2 separate regions of the Drosophila melanogaster genome follow, and region 1 is linked to region 2. A link is a contact called in public Hi-C data. All regions are on one chromosome and are shown on one strand. Each heading gives the region's core, a stretch centred on a gene start, on an enhancer-like site or on the middle of the called end of the contact. The rest is flanking DNA. Distances are from core to core; before and after follow the strand shown. Region 1 holds the start of r-l (rudimentary-like). Region 2 holds the start of CG18598.

Evidence for each region. A called contact is a pair of places that touch in the nucleus more often than the background predicts.
Region 1: a contact with region 2 is called in a Hi-C map of the Kc167 cell line, with 1.7 times the contacts expected there. The contact joins the promoter of r-l here to the promoter of CG18598 in region 2. A contact is called at or near these places in 1 of 107 Hi-C or Micro-C datasets (the Kc167 cell line) and 1 of 6 datasets of contacts at active chromatin or transcription factors (the Kc167 cell line).

What each region holds. Positions count from the first base shown.
Region 1 is chr3R:21,071,970-21,074,754 of dm6, forward strand. It overlaps r-l (rudimentary-like), which reads right to left and starts at 1,350. Exons shown (of 3, transcript NM_079703.3): 1 at 1,097-1,350; 2 at 520-1,036. The coding sequence starts at 1,249. dmrt93B (doublesex-Mab related 93B) reads left to right here and starts at 2,038. Exons shown (of 3, transcript NM_079704.1): 1 at 2,038-2,292. The coding sequence starts at 2,038.
Region 2 is chr3R:18,249,715-18,252,420 of dm6, forward strand. CG18598 reads left to right here and starts at 1,401. Exons shown (of 2, transcript NM_142441.3): 1 at 1,401-1,564; 2 at 1,630-1,825. The coding sequence starts at 1,430. The coding sequence ends at 1,764. It overlaps 14-3-3epsilon (14-3-3epsilon,), which reads left to right. Exons shown (of 4, transcript NM_169798.3): 4 at 1-836. It overlaps CG12320, which reads right to left. Exons shown (of 1, transcript NM_001316550.1): 1 at 1,355-2,706. The coding sequence ends at 1,846.

The sequences.
Region 1 (2,785 bases), core at 100-2,599, 2.8 Mb after region 2:
AGTACATAACTCTTTTCAACTGGGAATCAATTTTGGCTATTGTTTATACAGTATCTTAAGAGTATATACAAAAGTTACTCCCCAAAGGCAAAGACGATGATTATGATGAGATTAGAATACTGTGACTTTACAGGTGGAAACAAAAAGCAAACCGGTTCCCATACATCTCATCAAAGCGCCATAAACGAAATGTGATTATTTATAGAAGATGGGCTTGATTGAAGGAGCAGGCTGGCTCTCGAGTGGGCTGATAAGCGTGGTGGCATAATTGAGTGCGGACCGGACACTGCCCTGAATCAGAATCACGTGCCGCATTCCCGGGAATGATCCGGTCCGATAGTGGAATCCAGATCGGCCTACCGCCGTTTATGGCGGTTGTATAACTTTATAGTAGCGCGACTGGAGCGCTCCCTAATTGAATTTGTTCGAGGCCATGTGCTGGCCGAGTGTCATGTACTTATTATCTATCTATGCATCTATCTATCTGGCAGATATCACGGGGATCTGGAGCATACGCACCTCTGACAACGTCGCCCTTATCGCCGCCGACGAAGGTACCATCGCTGTTGATTTGCACGGCGGCGATGTACTTGGCCACCGCCTCCACTGTGGACTTCTCGATGCGCCCGGCCTCGTGAAGTGTGTTCAGCAGAAAGGAGAGCGTGAAGAGCGAGTGCATCCGCACGCCGTGCTTGGCGATGTTGGCCACTCCGCCCTGCTCACGGTCTACGACGACCACGGCGTCGGTGACCACAATGCCCTCGCCTTGCAGATCCCGCACCGTGTCCAGGATGCTGGAGCCGGAGGTGACCACGTCCTCGACAATCAGACAGGTGTCGCCAGCATTGAAGATGCCCTCGACCAGCTTCTTGGTGCCGTACGCCTTGGCCTCCTTGCGCCGCACCAGCATGGGAGTTCCCTGCTGCACGGACACAATGGTGGCCAGCGGGAGCGCCGTGTAGGGAACACCGCACACGTGTTTGGCGCTCAGCTGCTTGTCCTTGATGTGTTCCACCAGCAGGTCGGATACGGTTTGCTGCGGGAAGACCAAGTTAGCTACTGCCATTGACATGGAGCACTAATCCCAAATACTGACCATCACATCCGGATAACTGACGATCACTCGGAGGTCGAAGTAGACCGGCGAATTTATGCCCACTTTCATCTTGAAGTCGCCGAACTTGAAGGCATTGATCTCGAAGAGCTTCAGGGCCAGGGCCCGCATTTTGTCGGAGTTCTGGGCAACCATGCTGGCAATTCTAAATCTCGATCTTAATTCTTCACACACGTGCTAGCTAGGCTCCAATAAGAACCGTCCAATTGGGAGTCTACGCTTTTTAAACATGCTGCCAGTGTGCACGTATCTGCTGTGACATTGGGGCACATTTCGAACACCCTAATTAAGGTACAAGTTCTGGTTGCGCCGCCTGGGTGGTTAACTTCGCTATGCCGCCAAACTTATCGAAGTTCAAATTATTATAAATGTCGTAGATTTTATCAACATTGGCTTCGAATTAATAAACGTTTATTATTAGTTATAGGGTAACAAAGTAGCATAAGTGTTAAGGTTTTGAAATAAACTATTTTGCATGTGAAATATTTCCCAAATTCATAAAATATATAACCTTTAGTTTCTGAGAAGTCTTAAGAAATTTCAAGGAAATGAATGGATGGATTATATACAATATTTTGTCCGCTGCATTGCTGTATTGTTCACTACTTAGCATTTGTAATCTGAAAGCTTTGGCTCCGCCCACAAACCCTTGACTGCAACTTCAAGGGGAGGAGTCTAGTCATTTTGCAACCACCAATGACAGTCCTGTAAGCTCATATTGCAAAATGAAAGCCAAAGCGCCTGCGTAAGTCAACAAAGTTTGCGCCATTCATTGAAACAATTCCAGATCCTTTGGCGCGTGTTTCCAAAATTTAGTTTCTTTTCGCTGGTCTCCAAATAAGTCGCAAATTTGTGCTCCAAAAGCGGCAACTTCTTAGTCGAAAAATCGGTTTTCTCTCAATCCATTTCTCGCCTGCGTTGCGATGGCCAGTTCAAGTGGTGAACCTGCTGATGAAGTGGCTAATAAGCGTCCTCGTCTTGTGGCTAATCCCAAGGCCACCAAAATAGTTGAACCCACACCGGCCAAGGTCACCAATCGGGTGCCCAAGTGCGCCCGCTGCCGGAACCATGGGATCATTTCAGAGCTGCGGGGTCACAAGAAGCTCTGCACCTACAAGAACTGCAAGTGCGCCAAGTGTGTCCTGATCTTTGAGAGGCAGCGGATCATGGCCGCTCAGGTAAGTTAGGATTTATATGCACGATGACAAGCAATCCTTTCTGCTTAATTGGCAATCATTGACATTACTATCCTCATTTTATGATTACTGCCCACTTGCTAACTTTAATGTCATCTATCCTGGATGGTAAAATCGCTATCCCAAAAATAGCTTTTTAAAAATTCGGTGCATTCGAATACAGAAAATTGCCTGGTTAGATCCATCCATAGACATCCAAACCATCCAGACCAGATATATTGCTCTAACATTCGGAGACTTTATTCCCAGTCCTTTAGAAAATTTCTTCTTGTAAAAACATATTCCCTTTATTAGCATTTACTTAAAATGACATATCAAATATTCTCAAAAGCCAAAAGTTTTCTAAAATAACTTCAGGATATTAATGTATAAATGTATAAGCATAAACGTAATTGTGTTTCATGTTGTATTGTTCGCAATGGATTCCGTGATCGATTTTTACTAGGTATAACTTTGAAACCCAATTTAAGCCTTT
Region 2 (2,706 bases), core at 151-2,650:
TACATATATATACGTATATATATATATATATATTGTATACATATATACTTGTATATTTTCTATGCCTACCACTTATGTAATTTGTAGAGATTTCGAACTTTTCGCCCCACCACCCAACTAACCATCTCTCCAGAGATTCCGATTCCAAAACTCCCCGACAGACAGTCCAAAACCACATTGATTTTTAGCCCCCGAAGTCAAGTAAACCCAAAGATTCTCCACAAGAACAACACCATCATCGGCAGAGTTATCTGTAGCGTGTTTGCGTGATTAGCGAAGGAAAATAGAATGATGAGCTGTGCAGAAGCTACGGGAGAATTTTCGCACGAGCTTATTCGCAGCTCTTTCGCATGGTTTTTGTTTTTCGCTTTTGGTTGTTTTTTTTTTTTTTTAATAAATTTAATAAATGAGGAAAGAAGGCAGACTAATATTTTGCAGTCGCTGAATAGAAAAGGCCCGTGCAGAAAGTTAATTAAGCATAAATCAGCCGAGGCAGCAAAAACAACAGCCACATTCTTGAACGTAACAACAACAGCAATACAAGAAACCAGCAGCTAAAACTGACATTCGTATTCATTTCAAATAAAAATCATAAAAACAAAACAACAATTGGGCAACACAATTTATTATTAATTGAGTTTGGGGCTCGTGTTTTTATGGGCTTGTTTAAATGGTCACAGTCAATCATAGAAAGATTGAAAATATAGAAAGGAACCGAATGTTTTCCTTATCGGCACGCAGTTTCTCTATTAGTTTATTAGTTTTTTTTTTGGAAGTCGACCATAAATAACAATAAAACTAGTTTGTTTTACATTTTGACGGATTTATTTTAAGTGATCCTTTCAATCATGCATCTTTCTTGATTTCACGCGTTCAGTATGATAGAGAAATTTTACATAGTTTTTAAATGAAGTTTTCAATAAAGATTTTCAAACACATTTTCTTCTATCATTATCATTTGCTAATCAAGCATAGCTTCGAATCGAGATCAATCCCACATTCAGTTTTTAATTATTAACCAAGACTTAGCCACAGAAAATGAAGATTCGTACCTGTCAATGCATCCAAAAGATGCGAGCTTAGAAGGCGCACTGCTGCTGCTCAGAAGAAATATATGTCAAACTAAATTCTGTGGTCATCGGAAAATACAAGCAGGCAGGCACATAAAGCGACAGCGCTTCTGCGTCAAATCAGAAGTGTCCACTTAAGCTGAATGTATAGCTGGGCCAGAAGCAACACGAAAAGTGGGTCTAGTGGCCATTGTTTTCAGTTTGCTGATGTGCACAATGGAAAAGCCGTGTGCATACAGATACAAATACTAAGATATCTATATTTAAAAATCTGGACAACAGCTGGAAGAGGCGAAGGTAAGGAAACAGCAAAGGGCCCGAATGCGGTTTAGTTGCGAAACGTTGCTCGAGTCTCGGAGATGGCACTGCAGCTGCAAATTGAGAAGCTCAAAGGTTTGGACAACTACAAGGCCTGGTCGATGACGGTGCGGGCGTATCTGGAGTCGGAGGAACTCTGGACGGTGGTGGAGAATGGTCCCGAGAACAACGAGGAGGTGAGTGATGGTGTGGCGCCGTTTATGGCTACAGAAAACCCATGTCCATGCCATACTCCTTGCAGTCCCTGCTAAAGGACAAGCGGGCCAAGTTCTTGATTCTCTGCCTGATCGAGACCAAGTTGTGCCAATTCATGGTCAGCATCCGCACGGCTCGGGATCTGTGGAATTACTTGCGCACCCAGCATTCGCTGCGTTAAAGTAGAAATCAATATAGATCAGTTTCAGTCCATTGTATTACAAATATATGAATTACACTTCACATGCGTAGCGCCCTTCTCCTAGGCTTCCGGAAGTTCGATGACTACAGGCTGGTCCTCGGGATCCTCGTCTAGCAGGCCCTCGAATTCCCATCCCAATTTTTTCTCCAGCCGCTTAGTTAGCCGCTCAGCGCTGACACTTAAGCCGCCCGCATGCAGATTGACCAGCAGTTCGCGTACATCTTTGTAGACGGTGTTATGCGGACCAGGCACCATCAGCTCCTCGGGCAGATGGGGCAGCTGGTGGGCCAAAACCTCGCTGTATTTCATGTACGTTAACTTGTGCTTGGTGACCGCCGTTTGCGAGTGAGCCAGCAAGCCCAAAAGCTTGCGCCAGTGGGCCAGAGACTCCACAGAGTAGCCCACTAGGAAAAATGCGTAAGCCAGCTGCAGTTCCTCAATGAGTCCATCGGCCGTTTCAAAGCCTTCGAGCAGTTTGTCAACAGCATCGATGCAGTCCAAGGCATGGCGGGAAACATCAGCGGGCAGGGCATCTTGTGGAACACGCAGGGGTACGGTAGTGAAGCGCGGAGCTGTTCCTTCCACGGGCTTAAGGTCCGGTAGGAGTTCGCTCTCATCTAAGAGAATCCGAGCTGCAGCATTCCGGCGGCTTATGCTGACAGTAGCGGCTCCACCTCGCGGCCGATCTGCGTCCGGGCAGGATTGCAGTTCGATGTTCGTACGGATGGTTCCTTCTGTCGGACGGCAGCGATCCACGCAAGACTCCGTCACGCTGCCGGTGAGTTCCTTCCACTGGACCACGTAACGATAGTCGTACGGCGCCAGCACGCGCTCCAGTTGGGCTAGGTTTTTGCGTATTCGGTCTCGCTCCACTTCCGGTTCGGCAATCCTCCGCGGGCGCAATTCCTCCAGTTCGTGGTC